Regions from separate parts of the Mus musculus genome. Here region 2 is linked to region 1. A link is a contact called in public HiChIP or PLAC-seq data. All regions are on one chromosome and are shown on one strand. The core of a region is the stretch at or near the end of the contact, and the rest is flanking DNA. Distances in the headings are between cores, read along the strand shown. Region 1 holds the start of Dicer1 (dicer 1, ribonuclease type III). Region 2 overlaps Clmn (calmin).

What was found. HiChIP or PLAC-seq counts read pairs in DNA pulled down with a chosen protein or histone mark.
Region 2: a contact with region 1 is called in an H3K4me3 HiChIP or PLAC-seq map of embryonic stem cells, with 18 read pairs. The contact joins the enhancer-like site here to the promoter of Dicer1 in region 1. A contact is called at or near these places in 1 of 39 promoter capture datasets (cranial neural crest), 6 of 484 Hi-C or Micro-C datasets (cerebral cortex, cortical neurons, forebrain and 3 more), 6 of 115 datasets of contacts at active chromatin or transcription factors (the 230-238 cell line, embryonic stem cells, intestinal crypt epithelium and 2 more) and 3 of 9 other capture datasets (adipose tissue, liver and pancreatic islet).

Annotation. Positions count from the first base shown.
Region 1 is chr12:104,746,488-104,753,705 of GRCm38.p6, reverse strand. It overlaps Dicer1 (dicer 1, ribonuclease type III), which reads left to right and starts at 1,754. Exons shown (of 27, transcript NM_148948.2): 1 at 1,754-1,958.
Region 2 is chr12:104,843,405-104,850,603 of GRCm38.p6, reverse strand. The region is part of intron 1 of Clmn (calmin); the gene reads left to right. Among named protein-coding and RNA genes, the nearest start is that of Clmn, 18 kb to the left of the region's middle. Within about 2 kb of position 4,698, at least 123 of the 459 cell types and tissues checked have an H3K27ac peak or open chromatin away from gene starts, as enhancers often do. A contact at or near this core is called in adipose tissue, cerebral cortex, embryonic stem cells and 6 more, where this site is marked.

The DNA.
Region 1 (7,218 bases), core at 505-3,004:
CTGTTAGTTAATGTTCTTGAGAGCAGGACACTGTCCAACTGCATATGTAAACGTGAGCTTTTGTGGATATGGATATATATCATATATACATGCATATATATCACATATATGTATGATATGGTATATATCACATATACCATATACATTATATAGTACATATTAATTATATTATACATTGGATGGTACATATACATTATACATAATATCTAGCATGATACATATATATGATAGATATCATATATAATACATACATCATATACATGATACAAATATAGTATATATATCATATATGTATGTGCCAGGGCTTTGGCATGTAGCTCAGGCTGGCCTTGATCTGTGATTTTGCTATGGTAACCTCCTCCTCCTCATGCTGGGATAGTCCAAATCCATTTTTTTTTTTGAAAGACAGCCGAGGATGTGGTGCACGCCTTTAATCCCAGTGCTTGGGAGGCAGAGGCAGTTGGATCTTTATGAGTTCAAGGCCAATTTGGTGTACAGAGCAAGTTCCAGGACAGCCAGAGCTATACAGAGAAACATTGTGTCGAAAAACAAAACAAAACAAAACAAAACAAAACAAATGGACCATATTGCCTCCAAGTTAAAGGTAAAGAAATCAGAAACATCTGCTAATGGACAAGGAGTTAGTCTTTAAAAAAATATCTTTTTTTTTTCCCGAGACAGGGTTTCTCTGTGTAATAGCCCTGGCTGTCCTGGAATTCACTCTGTAGACCAAGCTGGTCTCGGACCCAGAAATCCGCCTGCCTCTACCTCCCAAGTGTTGGGATTAAAGGCGTGCCCCACCACGCCCGGCGTGGCACACACGTTTAAACCCAAAAATTGAGAGGCAGAGGCAGGCGGAGTTTGAGGACAGCCTGGTCTACATAGTGAGACCTACTTTCGAAATAACAGTAATAAAAAAATTGAAACAAATGACACTAGTATTTATTCAAATAAACAAATCACTTGCACTTATTAAAGATTAGCCTTAATTTGGAGAGGTAACAACCACTACGTGGGACTGTTGGACATAGTTCAGACGGACAGGTAAGCGCTTCCAGTGGCTGAGAGAAGCCCGGGGCTAGAAGCGTCCATCCCTCACCTGGAGTACCAGTCTATTCCGGAGTCTTTTTCCAAGATGCCTACACGGAGGTGGGGGAGGGTCCTACACTAAGATGGTTTTCTTTAAGTCGGTCTCTTTACTCCTCTGATCTCAGCAAGAAGACGCAGCAGAAAGCTCAGCCTTATAAAACCAAGTTTGCACGCCGCGGGCATTTTCTGGTTATTCAAGTTGGTTTTGAGGGCTGCCCAAAGAGATCAGTTCTTTGGACCAAAAGAGCGGTGCAGCGGGGCTTGCGGATGGGGGCGATGTGTGCCATCATCAGGAAGGGAAAGGAGCCGGGAGCTGGGACTGCGTAGCCCCAGCGGCGCGTTCAGGATTCCGGCCGGCCGGCAGGCTGGCTGACTGCGTTGCAGAGCTCGGTCTTCGCATTGGGCCTCCGACGCGGCCTCGGCCCGAGTCTGCTGTCTCCCGGCTTCTGAGTGGCTGGGGGGCCGGGGTTAACCTTTCACCTCCGCGCTCCGTCCAATCACAGGACGGCTTTCATGCGGCCGCGGGGCGAGCGAGCGAGGGGGCGCGGAGCGGCGGCGCGACGCCGGTGGGATTCTCCAAGCCGCTGTGCGCCGTCGCCGCGGGCCGAGCGCGGGCTGCGGGCGAGCAGGGCGCTGCGCAGTCTCCGCAGGCGCGGGCGGGAGGGGTCGGGGCGCGGCGCGGTGCGGCGCGGGCGGCTCCGGGCCCAGGTGAATGGAGTAACCTGACAGCGGGAACGAGACGACGGCGAGCGGCAGGAAATGGCGGCGGCGGCGGCGGCGCCGGGCGGCACCGGGAGGCCTGGGCTGTGACGCGCGCGCCGGAGCGGGGTCCGATGGTTCTGGAAGGCCCGCGGCGCCCAGTGCTGCAGGTGAGGCGGGCTCCCTGCTGGGCCGCTTTGTGTCCGGGCCCGGGGGACGGCGATGCCCGGCCCGCCTCTTGCGCGAGGCCCGCGCGGGCGCCGGGAGCAGGCCGCGACGCCGAGCCCGGGCAGAGAACTGTCCACGCGGGCCTCTCCGCACCCCCGCCTTAGGAGGAGCGGCCTTTGACAGGTCCCGTTCCGCGTTCGAAGCCCGGGAGAAGACAGGAGGTATCCACGCGGGCCGGCGTCTCGGGAGCGACCCGGGCCTGCCAAATGGCGCGGGACCCCTGGATGCCTCCGAGGATCTGGAGGGGGACAAGGCCTCAGCGAGGTGCGGGCTGGAGCCCTGGGAAGGACTGTTGTGTGTTTATTGGCAGGTGACCAAGGCTGGCCCTAGGGGGTGGGTGGCCCAGGCCATGTTTTGTGCCCCTCCCCTTTTAGGTCGTCTGGACCTTGCGAAGAAGGGTCTTTGCTTAAGGGGCTTTCGTTCAGCCAAATCTGTGTGCATCTCCAGCCAGCACACCAAATTGGTGTGGATTGCCTAGCAGAGATGAGCTGCCCTTGTGACTTTGCCTTCAGGACAGAGCCAGTGTCCTGAAGACTTGCCCAAATGGATGACTGGGAGTCTATGATCTGTAATAGTCCTTGCTTTTATGAGTAGACTTGTGATTAAAGGGTTAGTTACCGATATATGATGCCCTAAGTATTATGGTGATCAAGTGTTGAAAGACGTCATCGGGTGAAAGAGACTTACTTGGGAGTTCGCTCCTGAGTTTCTGAATCTTTGATTGTTAGTTTTCTGAGGAACCTCACTGTAAGTCAGTAGGAAAGGATGCAGTTCAAGAGTTAAGCAACTTGAGATATGTTTTTCAAACCTGTTGTAAAGTAGGATCGCTGAGTTGGAAATTCATTGGTATAAACATTTTAAGTTTTCTAGGCAAAAATTTTCATGGTAACCAAGGACCTGAAATGTAACCGAAAGGTGAATACTGGGTGAGGCTTGTAGCAAGCAGTAGTTTGGGTGTTTTTGGAAATATCTTTTTGATATCTTTGGGGACTGAGTTCTGGAATAATCTGTTTCACTTTTCAGGCTACCTGTGAAACATGCAGTGTGTAATATAAACAGTGCACAATATCATGACTGGAGTGTATTTTATAGAACTGTCAGCACCAAGGGCTGCTTTTAGTGATCAATGTAGTAGCCTAAGTTTGTGAATTTACACGTGGCTCCAAAAGATGACTCGGTTGGCTTTAACTGGGTGATAAAAGACCTTGCAACTGCATTAATAATGTAGTTGTCTTCCTGTCCCACACTGAGCACTGCATTATGGCAGTGTTTCTGGGCAGGAGTTGTATAGCTAGGCTGTTTGTCTGTTGTTGAACTTTCTTGTTTTGGTTTTAGAAGGTATTTTTGGTGTAGTTCATTTCTGTCTTTCTTGAAAGAAACTTTTAGGAAGTTTCTCTCTCAGCCTCTGGGGTACCGGAATTACAGGCATGCACCACCAGGCCTGACTCTCTTGGTCCTGATCAGAGAGTGGTTTCGTGGTGTTATGTATGAGTGCGTCTAGGTGTAGCTCTGCTTTCTAGGGAGGATAACGTGTGTAGCATTGTGTCACAGCATTGCCACATCTGACTCTCTGACCAGTCTGATGCCGTGAGATGGGGATGTCATTTGAGCAGGTGGGTGTGCTCTCTAAGGATTGCCTCTCTGCAGCCTACACCGCTTATCCGTGGCAGGGAAGGAGGACATTTGCTAAATCTCATCAGTCTGTACCAAGACGTGTCAGGCTCTTTTCTCAGAGTCTCACTGAATGAATTCTCAGTGCGTTCATGCAGCATCCTCCTTCCTGGTTGTACACACGAGGGAAGTGTGACTCTGATGATTTCTTCAGCGTGTGAGGCTGCCTGAGCCTTGACTGGATCATGCTCTGCTTTCAGAGCCTGCCTGCCTGCTCCTCAGGGTGTGCTGTCCAAGTGGATTTAGGCAGACAGCCCAACGTGGGATCCGTCCTCAGTCAGTACAGTGGCGTGAGTGGAGAAGCACTGTCCCACTGAGAGAGTCAGGTGACTTCTGCTTGTCTCAATGTGTACAGTTGTTTTAACATGTGACAGCATACTCAGGATTGATGCTTCGGCCATGAAGTGTACAGTGCAGCTGCTTTCAGGTTTGCAGGTCTCACCACTGCCCTTCTCCAGACTTCTCCCTCACTGGGACACTTTGACCACTCAACACTGAGCCACATTCCGCCCTTCATTCCCAAGCGACCCCCACAGTTTCCTCGTTTTCCTTGTCTTTGAGTTTGGCCGTGCTAGGAACCTCTTGTAAGCATGGACATGAAGGATTTGTCCTTTGGTGCTGGTGCCCTGACACCTAGCATACACCTCTGTCTTCATGCCAAGTGCATCTGTCTCCTCACTTTGAAAGACTGAAACTCTTGTATGGTCCCTAGCTTATAGCAACAGCTTTTAGCCTTAAGATGTAGGAAAAGTACAGTTATAGTAGGCCTTTCTTTTAATTTTGAAGTTTCGCTTCTCTTTCCTGCCCCAGTCAGCTATGTGATCATGAGGTGTAGCCTGGGATGCCTTACATCCTGCTTCGTTGTTCAGCCAGAAAGTTTGACAAGCTAAGTATACATGTTCCTCAGTTCTGTGTTCAACTTAGAAGTGGCTGTCTAGGGCCCCCAGTGATGGAGGAGCACCTGTGTATGCCTTGTTCTGATTTTCCAGCCATCTGTGGATAGCAGCTTCCATCTTTTGATTTTTGAATAGTTGCTGTGAGGATAGATACTCATGGGACCCTTTGAGACCCCACTGTTGTCCCTTCTTTTGGCATATACCTCAAAGTGGTCAGGTTGTTTGTTCATCAAAACACTAGGCTCAGGTTCCTTCCTGATTCTTAATTTTCTACAAATAGTTCTTCAGTGTCAATAAAAGACTAGAATCTTCTCCAAGTCCAGGAGTTACTGATTTTTAGAATCTTGGTTCTTATCACAGTATGGCAACCAGGGATTCTTATCACTGAGTTTGTTCAGTGGATCAGCAGGCTTATTATGTCCTAATGGAGGCAGAGGAGGGGGCTGCGAAGGTTTCTGTGTACTTTGTGCAAATAGAAAGTTTAAGCTGGGTGATTATTTTGTTTACCTTAGGCTTTGCTGTTTGAGTTTAGCTCATCCTGAATGCCAGAGGGGTTGTGTGTGTGTGTGTGTGTGTGTGTGTGTGTGTATGTATGTGTGTGTTGTGTTGGCTTTTGCTTACAGATTTCCTTGGAATATCTTCAGAGTAGGCTGTACTCTTGGAGGCAACATTACTTTGGTAGTGTTCCACCTCTAGTCTGTGCTGCTTGGTCTTTTTAGCACTGTTTCCTGATTCTTTGATGCTTACCGATATTTCTTTTAAAGAGACTTTGGTTTTTAAAAAGTTGTACTCATAGATAAACATTTGTATAATAATTCTGTGTTCTTTGAGAAGGAATGTAGACCGTTCTTACACTAATAAGAAGGTGTTTTTAAGATCTGAGATTAACAGTGCAGGCTTAGGACAGTCCATGGATGGAGGACTAGGCGAAGAGCTTCAACAAGGATAATTCACAGCTTTGAGCACCTTAGGTGCGTTCACTTGTTTGTTTTAATTTGCCAAAATGCAAGAGGAACTCAGGGTAATTTCGGTTGCATCGATTAATGAGGAAGGTGTACCCGTTAGCCAGGAGAAACAGATCTTCTTTTTCATCAACATGGGTTATTTGTTTGGATTCTTCAACACCATGATGGTGGTCACGAATGGAGACAGTGTTGACCCTTACGCATGATGACTGTGCCTCCCATTCCGTTCTAAAGAAACCCTGTCAAAAGCATGAGGTAGAGTCAGGGAGCAAGAGTAAGCCAGGCTTGTGTGGTTCAGGTGATGTCATTGCCACTGGAGTTGAAGTGTCACTTGTAGTGTGAAGGCCTTGACTGAGGGCAGATGACAGTTGGTTGAGGAGTAGAGGCAGTCAGAACTTTGCAAACAGTGGTAATTTTGCTGGCCTTCAGGAGTATGCATTGGATGAGTGCTTGTGTGTTAGTACGGACCTGATAAATAAAAGAACCCAGAGAGAAGAGTGTATGCTTGAGGTGTAGCTAGAAAAATGGGAAATTTTGGCCATGTGAGAAAGCTTTGTTGAATTGCAGGTCCACAGTGACTTTCCCACTTCTCTAAAATGGCTGATTAATTGGTGCTCCTGATCTGATAATCAGTTATATGCTACCAGTCAGTGACTGGGATGACCCGTGGGTCATCAAGGATGCCCACGTAGCCTTTAGGCGTGGGGCTGCTGACTGCTGAGTCTTGCTTCTGAGCCATGGAAGCCACATAGTGACATGAAGTGTTTGTAGCTGTGCTCAGGGTCATAGAATCAAGGATCAAGCACTGCACACGCTTCACTGCCGCACACAGCTCTGTGTAGAGGGCACTTAGTTTTGCTGAGAAAATTAGTTTATCTTTATAAAAAATTTTGACAGTTTTAGAAATTAACTTGTGGGGACTGGTAGCATCTTAAGGCTTTGGAAAAGACCTTAACCCCTCTAATAATGGACAGGTCACGCCTTTGGCTACTTCTCTGCTTATGATCTATGCATAACTGTGTATGGAGGCATTGCAGACTGAGAGCATGTCTGGAATCCTGGAGAGAGAGTGTCTGCAGTGCTAGAGCTTTATTGGTATTGTAGAGATGTCATTGTTGAAGTGACTAATCACTTATTTTTTAAGTGACAAATTAGTATATGTGATAAAGATTTTAAAAACATTTTGAAAAAATTCTCTTGGGGGTAATAAAACAGGACAATCAGTTCAGAATTTTTAAAAGATACCTTTAATCCAAATAATGAAGAGAACGCTAGTTTAAAACTGTGATCTTTGGGCTGAGGCTAAAGCTCAGGGGTGGAGCATTTGCCTGGTATACATGAGGCTCTGGCTTCAGGTCCAGCATGAGTGGAGGTTGACCTTTGAGATGATAGAAGAAGGTTGTTTGCTTAAGAGCTAACTCTGTAGCTATCTGTCCTTCATTTATTTTGAGACAGCGTCTCACTATGCAGCCATGATGATGTAGACCAGGCTGGCCTTGAACTTGCAGAGATCTCCCTGCTTTTGACTTCTAAGTTATGGGAATTAAAGGAGTGTGCACCTACCTATTAAAAAGGAAGACAGTAGACTTATCTGACACTTGGAGATGCTTTGAAGTCGGAATTTCTGTCTTCTGCTTGGTAACAGCAAGGCTTAAAACAGGGTAAGGTGA
Region 2 (7,199 bases), core at 3,449-5,948, 94 kb before region 1:
TGACATGCCCTTAAGTGAGTCTACGGAATAGCAGCAGTCGTGTTTCCATCAGAACCCCTTGAACATCCCAGTGGAGAGGGGACCATCCGCTTGAGAGCCCCCAATGAAGGAGCTGCATCTTTTTGCCCCTTATTCAAAAGGCTCTTTGATGTGAGGGTCCAGCTTTGAGGTCCCTGGTAAGTCAACAGATGATGTCACAGATACCATGAATCGGGTCCATTATAGCTCAGGGCTCTCCAGTCACGGGAAGGATCCAAGAGAGGGCATGACGCTGCTGCCACCACCCCCTTGGATGACACCGTGGAACATTACATAATGTGTCAGATGCACATGATGCAAGTTTTATCTGCTTTTCAAAACACAGACTGTTTTCAAGTCAACCCGGCCAGAGTCCTCCTGCTCTTGAAATGACTTTATTATAACACACATGTTCATTGATGTCTGCCTTGTGGCAGCACGCTCAGTGCCATAAAGGTAGGGAAGGACTTGGCTCTCTTGAGATATACAACAGCAGTGGCAGCTATAGACTTGACTGTAGGGTTCCTAACTAGAGCCCTGTGTCTGCTGTTCTTAGGTTGAAATGGGAAGAGTGGATGGAAGTTGCTGGAAGGAAAGGGGTCCACTTGCCTGTGGCTAAAGCTGATGGCAGTGAGCCTTGTGGACCAGACCTTAAGGCTGCCTTGGGAGTGTAGAGTCCTATGTCTTACCATGCCCCGGAAGCTGAGGCAGAGGCCATGGAGTTCCCCACATGGGAGCAATGGCCCAGGCTTTCGGCCATTTTCTGTGCACTCAGAAATGGAGATCAACTTCCTTCCATAGAGGCTTTGCTAGGAAGAGGCTCTCCTAGACACAAATGCATGGAACACAGGTTAACTCAGATGTGGACGTACAGAACTGGGGTGGCTTAATGCTTTGGGGTACAAGAGCACTGCGGCCATGTTTGCATGATGTGATGTTGTCTCCTAATACCGACCTCCCCAGTGAATTCTAGGCAGATCTGTCCCCTAGACAGGAAAGAACATCTCTCAGGCATCTGGGTTGGGGATGGCTAACGTGATGGAGAGAGCGAAGGGAGGCTGACGGAACATTTGCCGCCACATTGCTGTGGCTGCCGCTGAGCATACGTGATTTTATATTGGGAACACTGGGGCGTGTTTTATACTTAACCCTCTAGTAACCCTCCAAGTAGTGAGGTGCATGGGGAGTGGAGGTGCCACGAAGTCTGGTTCAAGGTTCAAGGACCAGGGTCTCGTGGCTTTCATAGCAGGGTCAAGTTTGACTGCAGGTGCATCTCAGAGACCTGTGCTCTCTCTGCGGAGCCACAGCCGTCCCCCACAGACACTGGGGTTGTTTCTATGTGTAGCAAGATGGTGGCACTGGCCTGAAGGTCCTGTCTGGACCTCAGTTTCTCTTCCAGTGTATGGTGGTGAGTCAGAGCTGCACTGCCCATAGAGGGGGCACCATCATGGTGTGTCTTCAGACCCAGCAGGGCTAGGCTAAGCAGAACCATGATGCCCGAGTACCTGACAGGGATGCGTTCAGGGTTTCAGATCCCTCACATGAAATGGAATAGTGTGGCATCAAATCTGAGCTTACCATCTGTCACCTTAACTCTGGAGCGCTTAGCTTGCCTGCCTGTGTTCTTTGCTCTCTGCTGTGACAAAATGAACATGAGGAAGGAAGGGTTTGCTTTGCACATGGTTTGAGGGTACAGTTCGTCACGGCAGGGAAGCAATGGTGGCGGGAACGTGAGGCAGCTGATCACATGACATCATGGCGAGGAAGCAGAGACAGATGGCCACTGTCTTCCTTTCAATCAGGCCAAGACTAAAGCCCATGGAGTGGTTTTGCCCATGTTCAGGGTTGGTCCTCCACCTTAACCCAGTCCAGACGCCGCTCACAGGCACGCTCACAGGCATGCTCCTCTCCTGGATCCCACATCCCGTCAAGCTGACACTACGAGCCATCACACTAGTTCCTGGGAATGGCTGATGGCTGATGCTGTGTAGGAAGGGACATCGGAGAGCTGCCTGTGTTTGATACAGGTGTGGTTTCTTGTCCCAGCATCTCTAGTGCGGAGAGCCAGCTGTGACTGCAGAAATCACTTCAGTTCTTCCATTCCCTGGCCATGGTGCTCCTGTCTCTTCCTCCTCACTGAGGTGTAGTGTCCAAAGACCCTCCTGAATAACTCTCCTGATTTTCCCTGGGGCTGTCCAGCCTGACCTCTAATGCCACCAGAGGAGAGACAGTTTCCTGCTCTGGTCTCAGCTGTCACCCTTGATGGAGTTTGGACACATCTATAAAATTAGTGGGTGCTTCCCTTCCTCCAGCTTGACCTGTGAAAAGATACGCACGGGGTGTCTACACTCGGCCACAGCTCGCCATAGCTTCACCCTGCTCAGCACTCTCTGGCCGACATTTGTCACCCTCCTGACACAAAGCATATCTCTGTGTGCATGGTGCATATGTATGTACATATTTAGGTGTATATGTGTGTTTATGTATGTATATGTGTGTATGTATGTATATGTGTGCATTTATGTGTGTGTATGTGGTGTGTGTATATTTGTGTGTACATGTGTGTGTGTATGATGTGTATGTATATGTGTATGTTTGTGTATATGTGTATATTATGTGTGTATGTGTGTGCATGTATGTGTATATATTTGAGTGTGTATATGGTATGTGTGTGTGTGGTGTGTGCATGTATGTGTGTATATGTGTGTGTGTGTATGTGTGTATTTGTGCATGTGTGTATATGTATGTGCACGTGCATGTGTGTGATGTTGATGCTGGTGTCCTCCTCAGTTACTCTTCTACCTTATTTCTTGAGGCAGAGTCTGACTGGGCACACTAACTGGCCAGAAAGCTCCAGAGATCCGCCTGTCTCTGTCTCCTAGCACTCAGATTACAGTATAGACGTCTACACCTTGCTCTTTACGTGGGTTCTACGGTTTAGGCCCTCATACCCTCTGCAGGAGCACTTTACTGACTGAGCCATCTCCCTAGCCCCAGCATGTATGTTTGGCATCCTTCCCAAAGCCATGCAATTTCTTTAGCCAAAGCTACAGGAGATAATGTGCCCTTGAGTCAAATGAGCCACACCCCTCCATCAGTGTGGTCCAGCTGGCAAAATCAGGGAGATGCTGTCAGCCGATCTGACCTGGAGGCAGGGTTTGTGTGTGTCTGTGTGTAGGTCTGGATTTGACTACGCAGCTGCCACAGGGAAATCTTTGTGGTTATGCAAACGGGTTGCGAATGCTAGACTTTCACCTTGGTGGCCATAGATACCCTCCACCTGTCTGTGGGTCTTCCAGTGGACTCAGGGCTTGAACACAAGGTTGAAGAGTTAAAAGGTTGTCTGAAGGGTTCTCCAGAGGGTTCTCCTCCTGGATGTGCCGGAGCGCTGAACCAGCTTTGGACAGAACTTGGTGGGTAGGGTGCACAGCCTGCAGAGGAGATAGTATATTTATATACTGTTCATCTGTACATCTATATACAACCACTCTTGTTTGTACGTGGCTATCAGACCACGTGGCCTCTTTGCTGGGCCACCAGCCTTGTCTTCTTCTGTTCCTTTTCCATCACAGGCCTGGCTCTCATTACCCCTCACAGGTGCCCATTGCCTCACTGTCTAAGATTGGCCTTGCCCAGTGTCTTCCTACACATGTTGGGCTGTCCCTCCTGGCCTCTGGTGAGAGAGAAAGCTCTCTGTTTTTGGCAGTAACCTTGTCACTTGCCTGGCTGCTCTCTGTTCTTACCTGCCTGTTGGGGACTGGCTGCTCTGAGCTGGCCCAGGGTTTGCCCAGGAGCACCCGTGGAGTGGGCACACCAGGCCCTGTGAGCAGTGGGCTTTGGCTTCCTTGTACCTTTCCTGGGGACACAGAAGCCTTTTCCTAGACAGAGCTGCCCCAGGTGAGGCTCGTCCTAAAGGGCAATTTGTCATGAGTAGTATTTTCTCAGGGTAGGTTCTGAGAAAAGTGGTGGCCCAGGCTCTTGGGCAACATTTGGGGTAGATGTTAATTCAATTTTAATGATTTTACGTAAGTGGCAGGGGTATGGGGCGATATGCACATGTCATGAGGCACAGGGGTGGGCGGGGGAGGTCAGAGGTCAACTTGCAGAAATTTGTTCTCCCTCTCCACCGTGTGTGTGGTAGGATCTCACACAGGGTGCCAAGTACCTGCACCTAGTCTTCTAGCCCAGCCCTGAAATGAATTTTAAAATTGGGGTTTCCATTCACCACCTTTGGGGGATAGGTTTCTGGCCTAGAATACTTTTTATTCTGCCCTCAGGCAATTAAAAAACAAAAAAACAAACCAAACCAAAAAGCCCTGACCTCTTAGCCTGAGAGGATGTGAAAACCCGCGAATCAAATCCAAAGGAGCAGTCGCCATAGCACGGGCTTCTCAGCCCCTCCTCCACTGGCTTGGGTCACGGGGCGAGCATTTTCTGACTACCTAAGACATGAAGGGGCCCAAGGATAGTCAGGCTGGAGGAAGTAGCCACTGTGCTCAGCTCCTGGACAAGAGGCATTTCAGGGTAGCAGCCTAGAAAAACGAGGAAAGGAGGTGGGGTGGGGTGGGGTGGGGTGGATCTGGGACTTGGCGATCCCGAGTCCCAGCAGGAAGGGGTGTGGTGAGTCGGAAGGACTTGAGATCTGGGCTCAGGTCCTGACTCCTCCCCTTGGAGCTCCGGTCCTGACTCCTCCCCTCTTGGTAGCCAGGTGCTTTCCTGCGCTCTTTGCTAGTCAACAAAGAGTGCCCTGCGACAAGCCAGTGTTCTCCCAGTTCCCTGCGGGGCTTCCCTCCCCGTGGGGATCTTTGAGTTCGCAGGGAGGGCCCCTGTCTGTAGACTCTTCAGCGAAGTCCTCAGACTTTAGGCCAGTGCTTACCTCAGGCAGAGCCAATCTCTAAGGAAGACTTGGTATCCGCTGGGGAGGTTTGGGGTTTCAAGACTGAACGGGTGCTATTTTTTTTTTCGGGAGGTAGGGGTGGAGCAGAGGTCCCAGTACCGTTTAATACCTTGCCAGGCACAAATGAACTCCCCACTAGTGGGAGGTGGAACCCTGCCCCATTCTGGACACTTAGACTGCAGCTGGCTGACCCTCACCAGTGACTCAGGCTGGAGATCTGGGTGGGGCCGAGACAAGCATATCTAACAGGGTCCCCAAGGCGAGCTGTCCCTGTGCTATGCTCTCCTAAGATCACAACAGAGAAGGGGGTTATTTCTGCAGCCAGAGTCATGGCCACCGTTCCTGGGGTACAATGGGGAAGGGTCCTGTGACCATGTTATGACCAATCAGGAGTGGGTTTTTTTATCCCCACCCCCCTTTCCACATGGATAACTGAAAGCAAGGAATATTGTTCCTGCTAAGCATATGAAAGCACCGCCCCCTCACCTCACCAGCCTTCCCCACATCCCACAGAGCTGAGCTGTCACTCTCTTGGGCCTGCCACAATTGCTCCATGCGTCGACTCCAGTCACCAGTGGCTAGATGTGGGCAACAGGTGCCCCCTTCCTCTCCCAGTTCAGAAGGGCAGCCCAAGGGAGAGAGGAAGGAGCCAGGGAGGAAGGAGTTACAGGACTGGGAAGCCCAGGGCAGGGAGGTACTCAGGTACCCTAGTCTGCCTCCCAAGGCTTGCAGGCAGGAGCTCGGGGCTTGGGTGGGCATTGAGTCACTGGTCTGTAAACAGGGCTGCTCACCTGCTGCAGGCTCCTGCCTCACACCCATCCTACTACAAGACTTCTTTATAAGGAAGCTGGGTGTGGTGGCACACATATACCTTCAATGCCAGCACTGGAGAGGCACAGGTAGGAGGATCTCTGAGTTCAAGGGCAGCCCCGTCTAGGGCATGAGTTCCAGGACAGCTAAGGGCTACATAGAGAGTCCCTATCTCAAGGAACTATCATCACCAAAGAAAGTAAGCACTTGGGATCATCACAAGTTATATGGGGGAGGGGGTGCCACATCCCTGACATTAAAGGCCTCATTTCTGCATGACTGGCTCTTCCGTTTGGGGACTGTGGCTCATGGCTGCATGGCCCCTCAGAATGTCCTGCATCCTTGTACGCCTTGGTCCAGACTAGACAAGGGTGGCCACATGGGTTCTGTGGTGGATGATGTCATAAGTAAGCTGACCTTTGAAATCTCTCGCTCACTAACTCCCATAACAGAGAGCTTCCTTGTCAAGGAGACTTTACCAGGTTCTTTCAAGACTGGTAAAGCCAGACCCTCAAGGAAAGCAGCGGCAGCAAGGGGTCTGCTGGCCTGCCTTTCTCTTTGACTCCTGTGCCCCCTACTACCCCCAGTCCCCCCCCCCCCCAGCCAGAGCTACCCCAGAAGCTCCAGCTGACACACGGTACTCTCACAGAGAACACATTCTTTTGTCACTGGCTGACACGAGGTTCAAGAACATAGGCTTTGGTCTCAGACAGATCCCCAGGACATTCGGGATCAGTCTCAGTCAGGTTTAGCTGAGTTCCAGAGAACCCCCCACGCCATGGTGCTATAAGCAGAAGAGCATTTCTGTGCATGTAGTCCAAAGCTACATGGCAGTGGGTCCCTTCAGAACCTGCAGTCACTCAGGCTCTTTCCGGCTCACAGCTCTGCCATCTCCTGTGTGGATCTTGATCTTCTTGTGGTCCAAAGTGACAGCTAGGGCTGTCACTGTTACGTTAACGCTCGAGGAAGCAGGTTTGAAGAAAGTAGGATAAAGAAGGATTGGAGCAAATGCCAGCGTTTCATGAGGTTTTTAGAATGACCCTATGGCGTTCTTTCTCAGATTCCATTGGCTGAAATATAAATTACAAGAGACTGCAGAGGAAACTGGTTAGTGGAGTTCCCCTGAAAACAAGGGGTTCTCAGTCACGGGGGGAAATCAAGAAGGGAACTCTGAGGTAGCCCTGTCAGCCCATCTCTGTCCTACAACTCCCAGCTCTGAGGGCCTCAGTCTAGTTCTGGCCTCTTTACATTTTAATCATCTCCGGCTGCCTGGAAACTGGAGTTGATGGCTCACATAGTCCTGACCTGGCCTGACACAGCATGGGACCCAGAAGTCACGTCCGCTGCATTCTGTCACTGGCTGTGGGTGCTCTGCTTCATGGCAGGCACCACAGAGAGCAGAGTGAGCCGCGGACACACTAGGGATCCTCACATCTTAAGCCTCCTTTATGTCACTCCCTCAGGTGCCATGATA